Regions from separate parts of the Mus musculus genome. Here region 2 is linked to region 1. Evidence: chromatin contacts called from public Hi-C data. All regions are on one chromosome and are shown on one strand. Each heading gives the region's core, a stretch centred on a gene start, on an enhancer-like site or on the middle of the called end of the contact. The rest is flanking DNA. Distances are from core to core; before and after follow the strand shown. Region 1 overlaps Gm47715 (a long non-coding RNA gene). Region 2 overlaps Gm51762 (a long non-coding RNA gene).

The links. Hi-C and Micro-C count contacts between places; a contact is called where the count stands out from the background.
Region 2: a Hi-C map of cerebellum shows a contact between it and region 1, with 1.9 times the contacts expected there. The contact joins two enhancer-like sites. A contact is called at or near these places in 6 of 484 Hi-C or Micro-C datasets (the C2C12 cell line, brain, cerebellar granule neurons and 3 more) and 2 of 115 datasets of contacts at active chromatin or transcription factors (the SCID.adh cell line and astrocytes).

The regions. Positions count from the first base shown.
Region 1 is chr10:25,020,026-25,026,384 of GRCm38.p6, forward strand. The region is part of intron 2 of Gm47715 (a long non-coding RNA gene); the gene reads left to right. Among named protein-coding and RNA genes, the nearest start is that of Gm47715, 23 kb to the left of the region's middle. Within about 2 kb of position 3,651, at least 52 of the 459 cell types and tissues checked have an H3K27ac peak or open chromatin away from gene starts, as enhancers often do. A contact at or near this core is called in cerebellar granule neurons and cerebellum, where this site is marked.
Region 2 is chr10:25,107,645-25,113,968 of GRCm38.p6, forward strand. All of the region lies in intron 1 of Gm51762 (a long non-coding RNA gene), which reads left to right. Among named protein-coding and RNA genes, the nearest start is that of Gm51762, 23 kb to the left of the region's middle. Within about 2 kb of position 4,202, at least 54 of the 459 cell types and tissues checked have an H3K27ac peak or open chromatin away from gene starts, as enhancers often do. A contact at or near this core is called in cerebellar granule neurons and cerebellum, where this site is marked.

The sequences.
Region 1 (6,359 bases), core at 2,401-4,900:
CCGGTCCTTCTTAGAAGAGCAAAATGCTCACAGGAACAAATATGGAGAGAAAGTTTGAGCAGAGACTGTCCCACCAGGGGATTCATCCCATATACAGTCACCAAACCCAGACACTATTGTGGATGCCAAGAAGTGCACGCTGAAAGGAGCCTGATATGGCTGTCTCCTGAGAGGCCCTGCCAGAGCCTTACAAATACAGAGGCGGATGTTAGCAGCCAACTATTGGACTGAGCACAGGGTCCCCAATAAAGGAGTTAGAGAAAGGGCTGAAGGAATCGAAGGGGTTTGCAACCCCATAGGAAGAACAACAATATCAACCAACCAGACCCCCCAGAACTTCCAGGGACTAAACCATCAGCAAAGGAGTATACATGGCTCCAGCTGCATCTGTAGCAGAGGATGGCCTTGTCATGCATCAATGGGAGGAGAGGTCCTTGGTCCTATGAAGGCTTGATAGATGCCCCAGTGTAGGGGAATTGAGAGCAGGGAGGTGGGAGTGGGTGGGTGGGTGGAGGAACACCCTCATAGAAGCAGGGGGAGGGAGGACGTGATAGGGTGTTTCAGAGAAGGAGGAAAACCAGGAAAGGGGATAACATTTGAAATGTAAATAAAGAAAATATCCAATAAAAAAAAAGATTTCTAATTCCACAGGATAGTATCACAAAAAGAGAGAGAGAGAGAGAGAAAGAAAGAAAGAAAGAAAGAAAGAAAAGAAAGTAAGAGCGTCTGAGACTTCAAAAGCCAGCCCCTAGTGACAAAATTCCTCCAACAAAGCCACACCTACGCCAGAAAGGCCACTCTTCCTAATAGAGTCAAACCTGTTAGCCTATGGGGGCATTTTCTTTCAAACCAGTCCCAGGAGCTATTGGCAATCCATTGTTGCTGGGCAGGATCAAAGCAATTTTCTTCGGTGGTGTAGTCATTGTTAATCTGCCCCTGCTCCAGGAATAACCTGCTACCCTGCTCGCACAAGCAACCCTAGTGCAGTTCTGTGAATTGACAACAAAGCAAAGACATGAAAACAGGAGAGGATTTGGGGAGATGAGAGGGCTCAGCAGAAGTAGAGGGAGGATGAGAGGCAGTAGGTAATGGGGTAAAAATGACCAAAATGCACTACAGACTATGTGAAACCATCAATGGATGATAAATAAATAAGCATCTTTTTCGGAAAATGCATTTGCCTGTTAGTTTTTCTTGGTGCATGAACCACCTACGTCATGAAAATCCCCAGCAGGATCTGAAATTGACTAAGAGAATGAGGCTTTGAGAGCATGTCCACAAAGAATTAACTCAGAGAAGCATTTTCTCCCAGGTAGGTGGCCTGGGCATTGCCTGCCCGCCCGCCCGCCCGCCCGCCCGCCCGCCCGCCCGCCTGCCCGCCTGCCCGCCCTCACTTCTCACCTGATGAGAGTTTATGCTGGGGCCACCGGTGCTGCTCCCATCTTTCCTCCTTTTGGCATTTCAGTGTGGACTGAAAATTAGCAAATCCCCAGGAATCATCCAGGCTCTCAGCCCTGGCCTGGGACCACTAAAATATTTGGTGAATTGCAAAGCTACTTGGTTCCCTGTCTTTCCCGCGTGCGGCTGCTCACCCCCTACTTTCTGAGCCATTCTAATAAATATCCTTTCATGATGTGTACACACAGTCTACGGTTCTGTTCCTCTAGAGAACCCCAGCTAATATGCCATGTCAACACAAAAGGAAGAGAACAGTGAAGTCTCAGGTGACCCCGGGACCCCACACAAGTACATACTTAGAGGGTCTATATATTTATTTCATAATTTCAGCTACTGTAGTGATTTGAATAGGCCCCCATAGACTCATGGGTTTGAATGCTTGGCCCACAGGGAGGAACACTATTCAGAGGTGTGTCCTTTTTAGAATAGTTGTGACCTCGTTGGAGGAAATGCATCACTGTGGGGTAGGCTTTGAGGGCTCCTAGTCCTCAAGTCCCACCCATTGCAGAAGAAACAGTCTCTCCTGGTTGCCTTCCGATCAAGACTCTCGGCTCCTTCTCCATCACTATGTCTGCCTGGATGCTGCCATGCTTCCCATCATTACAGTAATGAACTGAACCTCTGACACTGCAAGCCAGCCCCTATTAAATGTTTTTCTTTATAAGAGTTGCCTTGGTTATGGTGTCTCTTTGCAGCAATGAAACCCTAACTAAACTTCTCGGTTTCAGAATTTCCTTTCCATATTTTACCTCAGGCTTTTAGCCTGCTGAAATTTTCCATCGTGTAATTTCTTGACTGTATGAGCCATGGATAATTTGAACTGTAGATCCGGGGACTTCCCAGAGCTACCCCTCTCTGTGTTACTTTGTGATCTGGTCTCTCATTCTTCAGTCATTTCACCTTACTTCCCGCTGTGCTTTAAGTTTCCAGTAAAATTGAAGAATCCCAATGGCCTCTTTCTTTCTAGCAGGCAGTGATACATACAGATGGCCTTTGTTTGAACTTGGGCTGGGCTGTTTCAAAGCTGCTCTGCCCTGCAGTCCCAGGATGGACCTGTCCATCTCTCATCTCTCCTGCTCCTCACATGTTCACAGTCCCAATAGAAAGCCAGAACCTGTCTTCTTTGATGAATTCTGTTGCGGTCCATGAGTCACTTCATAAACCATATTAACACCAATTTCAGTCAGATAGGGATGGTTTATTGAATGCACACCCTAATACTGGTTGGATCGGGGGCATAACTCAGAATCTGAGCTATGACAATGAGTATCTTTCTCCGTCAGCTTATAAAGAAAAATAAAATTCACAAAAGTCACAGTGAACTCGTACACAGGTGAAGGAAGTGCTGCCCAGTGCTCAGCTCTGACTCAAGCCATTTTGGGCATAGCAGTTTATATTGACCTTTAACTTGATGGGTCCTACAAAAGGCTTTGTGGAGTTTCTTAAGATTAATGACCCTCATACAAAACACACAGAAAATAACAGATTATGTGATCAGGATGACCCTGCTCTGAGTCAAGTTATTCTTCTGTGTCAGTGACTGGCAGGCATATTATAGCAACAATATGAAATAGCTACGCAGGCATGGAACAAAATGGCTACAGCTATGCTGGGGTACCGAGGTTAGACCTCAATAGATTCCACGTTCATTTTTGTTTCCTTCCAGTCTCTTCTGTTTTCTGCTTCCCAGTGCTGCTCATTAACTGGCCAGTGTCATAAGAGGTCAATCTGAAGGAATATGGGGCTCACGACAGTGACCTCCTTTGTCCAGATGTTCTGGGAGCTTGCTGGTGCTTTCCAATAGATACTTAGTAATATGTTATTTGGTGTTACTAATTGTTCTTGGCAGGGATGCTGGTGAGCAGAAAGCTGGCAGAGCACTTTTTAAAAGTCTGTTGCAGTGTATTGTGATACTTTTATGCAAATACAAATGTTCTGGTATTGGCAAATGAGACTTTTTGTGGTAAAACAGAAGAAAGAAATTTACATTGCACCCCAAGATAAGCATAATGATTTGATCTTCATTTAGGAGGTATGTGTTGGGGGTGGGGGAAAGACTTGTTATTGGTAACAGAAAAAAATTCCCATTAATTTCTGCTCACTTTTATAGTAGTGTTGATGTCTAATTGGCTTGCTTCAGGACACTAGCTGTAATGCTCCTAAAAATAAGGATTACGTCAGTCTAGAGGCAGACAGAGCCTCCTCACCGGGTGCCAGCTCCATTCTTGATTACTGGACACATTTACCTCCTCGGTGGCATGGGCCTTCAGGCATGATTCTGAGCCACATTGAACGTTAAAACCAAGCAGAAGGAATGGCCTGAATTTACCCAGTTCAAAGCAATAGCTGCTACCTCATTGCAAACTAACACGGTCCCAAGGAAATGCCCTACTAAAGTTTTTCTTGAGATTTTCTGTCCCCAACACCACCACCACATGTGCTTTTTATCTCTGTCAACTAACTTCCTTCTAACTATTTGTTCCACTAAAGTGACAGAATTGGGTCATTCCAAGGCCGGAGCGGAAGATAAAACTGCTCTTGTGCCAGCCATGCTGGAGAAGTCTTTGAAGCCCAGGTGCTTTCAATAGAACAGAATTAACATTCAAGGCTGCACTTGGCCAGACCAAGTGCCTCTTTCAGGGAGTGGTTTGGGGGTGTTTATTTATAGCTCTCTTTGAAAAGAGTAGTGTCCATTTTTGATGGAATAAAAAAAGGGGGTCTCCGGTCTCTTTCCAACCTTTTTGTTTTTCTGATCAGTACTCTAAATTAACATTTCTAAATTAACATTGATTCCCAATTAAGCAGCAAGTGAACATTTACATTTCAAGAGCTGGGACAAGATTGTTTAGGAGAGTGGCATTAAGTATAATCTATTTTATTTAATACAGTACACTCTTATTGGATCCTTAGAATGCCCAAGTCATTTTCAGAAGGGTTTGAAGGATGCAAAAATAAATAAAATAGTTCTTCATGACAAAGATCTGGTAAGATAATGACATGAGATCCGCTGTGTAGAGGTGAATTGTAGAAACCAAGGTTACAGTAAAGATAGGAAACTTGATGTTTTTATTAACAACAGAAAGAGTGTTCAAGAGAAACGCAGGATTTAAAGGCTGAAGCTTAAAGGATAGTTAAGTTTTGCAAATTTATTTTAAAGGCCATTTAACTATTAAATAGTTTCTGACGCTTTCAGAAAATGTAACTGACCCTCACCCTCCACAGCAGACTCCTGTACACTACTGCTCCCTGAACATCTCTGCTATGTAAAGCTTAGTTCTTGGTACATAACGACTCCATCTAATCTAACCAGAGAATCTTTAAAGGTCTTCAAAGGCACATTAGCTAATTTTCTGCTGCTGCAATGAAACACTAGGATTCTGGAATCTAAAGTGTGTTTGAACTCACGATTCCAGGGGGGTGAGTCCATGATGGTGGAGAGGCATGGTAGCAGGTAGGCATGGCATCGGGTAGGCGTGGTAGCAGGTGGGTGTGGTAGCAGGTGTGCGTGGCAGCAGAAAGAAGCTGAAAGATCCCTTGCTTTAATCCAAAGCACAAAGCAGAGAGAGAAAGAACTAGAAAGCAAAGCTATCCACTCTCAAAACTCAACCCCAGTGGCACACTTTCTCCAGTAAGTCCACACCTCCTAAACCTCCCCCAGACTTCCACCAGCTCCGGACCAAGTGTTCAAATGTTTGAGCCTATAAGGAACAGGCCATTCAAGCCCTGTTACTGGGTCAGCATTCGTCCTACAAGAGTAAGCATTTATAAGCATTTGTTCCCTGTCGTTTCGTAGTTGTTACTGGTTGGAGCCCCTAGGAACTGAGTTGGAGTCATTATACACTGGAGTCGTGAGTTAAAATGAGACAGAAAAAAAAAAGGGACATTATTATTATGAAAATTTGAAACATTTCAAAAAACAGAATGAACAATATACCAAACCCCATGTATGCACACCCCACCTCTGACAAACACTGACGTATGGCAGATGTCGATTCCTCCACACCCCCACACGCACATTAACTCCTCAGTAAAATAGCGATGCTGTGAAGCTAATTGAAAAGGTTCTTTTATTTCTGCTTCCTTTTTTATTTAGTCCTTTTGTTTTTTTCAGTATAGATTTTATTCCCCTCCCGGTCCACCCTCCGACTGTTCCACATCCCATACCTACTCCCCACCCCCCTGTCTCTACAAGGATGTCCACACCCTCCAACCTCCACCCTACCAGACCTCTAAACTCCCTAGGGCCTCAGTCTCTTGAGGATTAGGTGCATCTTTTCTGACTGAACCCAGACCCGGCAGTCCTCTGCTGTTTATGTGTTGGGGTCCTCATATCAGCTGATGTATGCAGCTTAGTTGGTGGTCCAGTATTTGAGAGATCTAGGGGGTCCAGGTCAATCGAGACTGCTGGTCCTCTTACAGGGTTGCCCTCTTCCTCAGCTTTTTTCAAATTCAATCACAGGGGTCAGCAGCTTCTGTCCATTGATTGGGTGCAAATATTTGCATCTGATTCGTTCAGATGCTTGTTGGGCCTTTCAGAGGGCAGTCCTGATAGGTCCCTTTTTGTGAGCACTCCATAGCCTCAGTAATAGTGTCAGGCCTTGGGACCTCCCCTTGAGCTGGATCCCACTTTGGGCCTGTTGTTGGACCTTCTTTTCCTTCTCTCCATTTCCATCCCTGCAGTTCTTTCAGACAGGAACAATTAAAACAACTGACCCAATTCTAACTGAATGTGGAGCATGCTATAGCTCCTGAGAAGATTCTCATGTGTCCAAGACTGGAGAGCTCTGGGGCAGAACGGCACAAACACGTTTAAAGGCTGAGTTGGGCTATTTGGTGCTGCATACAGGGGTTGAGGAATTTCTCCGCCTCCCTGGAACATATTTTATGTCTGAGATGATAAT
Region 2 (6,324 bases), core at 2,952-5,451, 88 kb after region 1:
AACAGAAGTGGCAAATGCTTAGACTAAGAGCAAGGGGAGGCATAAAGACACAGAATATGGTGCATTGCTGCAGACGTCACAGGCATAAGAGGAGAGTCCGAGTGACTATCCACCATCACGCTGAACACCCTAAAGGAAAGGACAAAACCCTGGAAACACACAACCCATCAAGACCAAACAAAGAGCAAACAGCGGACTTCCACAGACCAGTACCAATTAAGGACACTAAAGCCACAGTAAATGTGTACAGTTAAGATCCCAGGAGTCTTAACAAACATTGGATGAGCTACCATCAGTCCTTCTTAAACTCTTCAAACACATTACAGAAATCTTCTGAACTCAGTGTTTGGGTTCATCATCGCATCTCTACCAAAACATTACCAGAAAGACATTATATAAATCAATAAACTTAGTGAACATATATGTGAAAAAAAAAAAACCTCAAAAACAAAATGCTAGTAAATTACATTTGGGAATAATGAAAAAGATTTACACATTGTGATCAATTGTAATTCATGTTTGGGGTCAAAGGGTGACTAGATATATTCAAATCAATTATTTTAACACATTCCATTTCTGTACAAAGGATAAAATATATAATTACCCCAATAGTCATAGAAAAGTCACTTCCCAAGTTCAACACTCCCCCTTGATTTGAAGAAAACACAAAGTATTTGGGATATAGAAGGAGTGCCTTGGGACCCGAATGATGCTGATATGTCTACAGCCTAGAGAAAGAGTGGGAGTGGCCAAAGAAGGCTCCAGAGCATGTAAGAAGCACTGTGACTCCAAACCAGTGAGGACTTTGGACAGTGTACAAAGGAAATCCACGCGTTTTCTGTTAAGTCTGAGGTGTTTTGTTTTGTTTTGTTTTGTTTTCAAATGTTTAGATTCAGATGGCATTAGAGAGTTAAATACATGAAGCAGAGACTCTGTTAGGAGATAACGGCATGGGGACCCCCACAACTTCTATTCATTCTAGCTTGACTTCTCACAGGAAATGACCCTGAGACGAGAACTCTGAAGCCTGTGGGTTACTTGGAAAGTATGGACAACATTGGTAGAGAATGGGGGAAGTGATTTAGACAAAGGAGCCGTCTACATGATGGTGTATGGTTATGCCTGTTACCAAAGTAGATAATGACCAGGGAAAACAGAAAGAAGGTGCTGTGTGCAGAATGAACCCAACTGTTGTGCCCACCTCGTCTGGCAAGGAAAACACAACACGGTCGGATTCTTCTCAACAGCTTTATTGCAGGAACGCCTCGATGCTACGGGAACCCCGGGTATCCAGGGAGGACTCCTTATATACACCCCAGCACAGGGAAAAGCTTTGTGTCCTCCTGGGATTGGTCAGTCTGCCGGCACCTTAATTTGCATGCACCCGCTCGGGAGGGGTTGGCGCCAGATTCGGGCTAGCGCCTGCGCAGGGATATTGTTTACGGTGACAGGTGTACCGGAGACCAGCACCATCTTTTAGGCACCTGCTGCCTACACCCAGCGGCATGACTGACTTCCTAAGGTCAGAGCTGACCTCTTGCTAGCCTGCTGTACATTCAGACAGGGTAGGTGTCTTAGTCAGGGTTTCTATTCCTGCACAAACATCATGACCAAGAAGCAAGTTGGGGAGGAAAGGGTTTATTCAGCTTACACTTCCATACTGCTGTTTATCACCAAGGAAGTCAGGACTGGAACTCAAGCAGGTCAGGAAGCAGGAGCTGATGCAGAAGCCATGGAGGGATGTTCTTTACTGGCTTGCTTCCCCTGGCTTGCTCAGCCTGCTCTCTTATAGAACCAAGACTACCAGCCCAGAGATGGTCCCACCCACAAGGGGCCTTTCCCCCACTAATTGAGAAAATGCCTTACAGTTGGATCTCATGAAGGCATTTCCTCAACTGAAGCTCCTTTCTCTGTGATAACTCCAGCTGTGTCAAGTTGACACAAAACTAGCCAGTACAGTAGGCATATGTACCCTAAGGTTCAGAGCTGCAGATACCATAAGATGGGAGTCAGCCAGTGTTGGTTGAAAGGGGCAAAAAATGTAGAAGTGTTCCTGGCATTGTCTGCAGCATCTTTCATGGTCATGAAAACCAGATTATGTGTCCTTGAATCCAGCTCCTCTCATCCTATGTGACTTCAGACAAGTAGTTGGGCTCCTTCATCTATCCATAGGGATATCCCTGCCCATGTCATGTAGCTGTGACATGTTAACTCATTCCATACTAAGAATAGAACTTGGTCCTAACATTAGATTGTTTGCTGTTCCTATTACCATGGTAATAGTAACCATAGCTGTTACTATTACTTTGTAATGTGGGGATTAAGACTGCCTGGATCACTCATTTCAGCAGGTTCATAAGGAAAAGATAAAAACTCAGGGCAGAAAACACTCCACATTGAAACAGAAGAGTCAACAAAAAAGAATGAGGAGAAGAGATCTGTGAGGCAGGAGGAAGGCCATGTAACTAAGGTGACAGGAGCCATGGGGAAGTATGTCAAGAAACAAAACTGCCCTGTGACAAAAGATGCCGAGATATGAGCACTGGACCAGAAGCCCTTTCCCATCTGGAGCAGGAGGGTTCACCTTGCACATCTGTTAGCTATCAAGGGTTTTGTGTGGTGTCTCCTGACTTTGAACACCTGTATCCCTTCTTTCTTTTGCTAATGGTATCTGGTTCTTCTCTAAGAAGCATGTGGGACCAAGTAAACCTATGGCCCATCTCATCAGAATTCTCCCTGCACAGACTGAAGAAATGCCATCTCTAGACCATTTGTTGTAGCTGGCTGGATTATCATCTAGAGGTGCATACGGACAACCATTTCTCTGGCCAATAGAAAGACACGTTTAAGTAGTAGGAATGAGTTCATCACACTCTTCCACAATCACCAAAAAGCACTAAAGCACCAGGCAACAAAAGTCAACAATACAACACTCGAGACTTTTTTTTTTTTTTTTTTTGGTATAGTATCTCCTTTGAAGTGTGTGGCCCTATAACATTAAAAATCCATTGTTAATTAGAGTGTGATAGCATTTTGCTTCTGTTTTCCCATAAACTGCTTCTACCAACAAACAGAGACACGGAGGGTGAAGCGGTTCTTTCAAGGCCACACAAAAAGCTAAGCACTTCCTGCCACTCAAATCGTCACAGTAAAGGTAAAAACTAGACACAGCCCCAGCGTCTCTCTATATTTCTACCTGATATCCTGTGCTCACCACCATCATACTTACTATAAAGTTCTTAAAATATATGAAAGAGTGGAGGCTTGTGATGCAGCACTTGGCAGAGTGCTGGCTGCACATTTTCCCCAGTCGCACATAAACCAGATATATACATAATCCTTGCCTGCAATCTGAGCACCTGGGAGATGGAGGCAGGAGGAGGGGAAGTTCTACATTTTCAGCTATGTATTAAGTTCAAGGCCAGCCTGGGCTACATGAGTCCCTGTCACAAAAAAAGAAAAGAAACAAGAAATAGAAAGAGCAGAGGAAAGTAAAAGGACCAAAGAAGAACGGATGAAAACATACCTAAGTAAAGACTGTGCCAGAACCTGAGCTCAGATCCCTAGCAGACTTTTAACCCCAGCTCTCAGCCCTCACCTGCAATCCCAGCACGCGCAGAGATCGCAGAGATCAGGAGGGTCCTTGAAACCTGCTGGGCAGACTGTTTAGAGGAATTTGTGAGCCCCAGGGTCAGTGAGAGTGCGTGCCCAAAAAAGTAACATGAAGGACAAACCAGGAACACAGCCAATGTTACCCTCTGGGTTCTACACATACAGGCATGTACACATGTGCAGGTGCACTTTACACACACGAGTACACGATTGAACACACATACACACAGCCTCCAATTTGGTGCACATATGCATGTACAATATCAGAAAGCTAGGCACTTCCTGCCACTTAAATAATTTACCAACCGGTGTATTATCAACAATCTTTTGTCCTAAAAACTAGTCAGTCTTAAAAAAAAAACAAAAAACAAAAAAACAAAAAAAGAATGCTAAGAATGGTCAATTGTCGGTCCGTCCCTCATCACCCACCAGATCCCCATTGTTACATGAGTACAATTGGCATTCTCATTAGGGACTCACAGGGACATCACCTGCTCAGCTGTATTTCTGCACGCCCAGCTCTGAGCGCGTGGTCCTCTTGGCTCTGAGGTCAGAGTGCTTGCAAGGCTGCACCAGACTCCCCGCTGGTTTTATTTACAACCTCATCAGTTCCCACACAGCTCCAGATGGGTCCTCGGGCCTTTGTCTATCACAGTTTCCTTTCTGGAATTTGTGAGGAATGACCTAGATTTTTTTTTTAAGTGCCTACAATCTCCTTTGAAATAGCAATGACTTCAAAGGGAGACTCTATCTAGGAGAATACAAACAGTATTTCAGCTGGGAGCCATTCCGAGATTTTTATAACTTGCCATTTAATAGGATTTTTTTTTCCTTCTGCATTGGCAAAGGGAAGGCATTTTGCCATAGCAGAGTACTTCATTGGATCAGAGTCCAGCATCACATAGCCAAGAAGGCAAAAATAATCTTATCATCCATCTTGCTGAGTAGATGAGCCACGAGCTTTACAAATACAACTCATGAGAACTAAGCAGCCTGTGATTGAAGATAAGACCTCTGAATGGAATTGCAAACACCGCTGGGGTTTCTGAGCCCCTGGTCAAATACCTACTGCCATCACTCCCCCCACCCCCATGTACTAATCTTAGAGCAAAGACCCCGTTTCTAAATTTCTTCTGCAAGTATGACCTTTTTAAAAAAAAAAAAAAAAGCAATCTCTGGAAATTTCTTATCAGGGTCAAGTTGTTTCGGGGACATTTTCTAACCAACAGTACAATATACCCTTAAAACATCACATTTATAGACTATCACTTTTTAATCTTATCTACACAACGGTGCTGGGAATGAGCTCTTGAATTCATTACACTCCTCAAATTAAATTCGAATTGATGAATTTCTCATGCATGCTGAACGAAACAATTAGTTCCATAATGGTTATTTATTAAGTCTTTGCATTGCGCCCGCTGGAAACCACAGCCGGCAAGGCTGAGCGGATACAAAGGATTTTTTTAAATGAAAGCTTAGGATGGAAAGACACTGAGCAGGAAAAAAAGCTCAATGGAAATTTAAGCTTGTTGTTTGTGTACAAAACTATATTAGGATAAAAATTTGATCTTCAGTAATGGGTACCTTCACATTGTATTTAGTATTTTGCATAAATTTTAATACTCCCAGCAGGTCCACCACAGCACAGAACAATCCCCAGTATTTGACTCTGTGCCTGGGTCTGCTACAACAGACTCTTTCCAGCCTTCTCCTCTGCTTGGCATCAGCTCATCGGCTCCCTGCTGGCTTGGTTTGGGCTCAGCCTGGAGGACACACTTTCCTTCTGCAGTTCAATATCTGTAGGTAGCTGACCTAGACCTATGACAATTTGACGTCCATCCTTCTCTTAGGTCTGTAGCCTCTACCGTGTTCTCTCTGTGAACGCTATCCTACAAGATGGACCTATCATTATAGAGCAGGTAAACTGGAAAAGATAGAAGCAAGCACTTGAATTACAGAAACAGCACCAGAAATTGCTAGTGTGTGTTCCTCTTCTGTTCTATTGTCTACCCCACCTATTCTGTAGAGTCTGGAGAGCACCTTGGACAGCAGTGCTTTCAATTTTGAATGAGTAGGCTGATTAATTATATAGTAAGCCAAAGTAAATAAATAAATAAATAAACATCAAATCGCAGAGAGAAATGGCAGACAGATAGCAAACTGTCACCAAACAAGGTGCTCAAAATATCCCGTCCAGACTGCTGGACTAACCCTATTGAGAGAGCAAATGAAAGAGTGTCTAGTAGAGCCAAGGAACACATAAAAACCCAGAAGATACCCTGGGGAAGGCAGAACTGTAGTTCCCAGTCCAGAGTCCCAGATGCAGCGGTGCCCACTTGGGTAAGGCTTCCAAGGAAAAATATGACACTAGAAAGGTGATGTCATCAACCAGGCACTTTCAGTTATCCAGCAGAAACTGACTGCAGGCGCTGGAGTGCCGCTCTGAGGACAGAGCCCTGGGCAGAGGGTCCTCTCCATCCTTGTCACGGATTAGCGGAGCCTCCTGCTTCTCTTACCCACTGTAGGCATTTTTATATTATGGGATAAATGGTACTAACCTCGGTTGGGAATATTCTCTTTCAGTTATTCTTAAGGACACCATGCTTTTACTCAGGGGAAATTTTAGTGTTCTTTCTTCATGTTCCAGAGGTAGGGGGCAGCCCATCCAGACACTAGAAATAAACTTGATGGAGTCTGGGACAAGAGAGC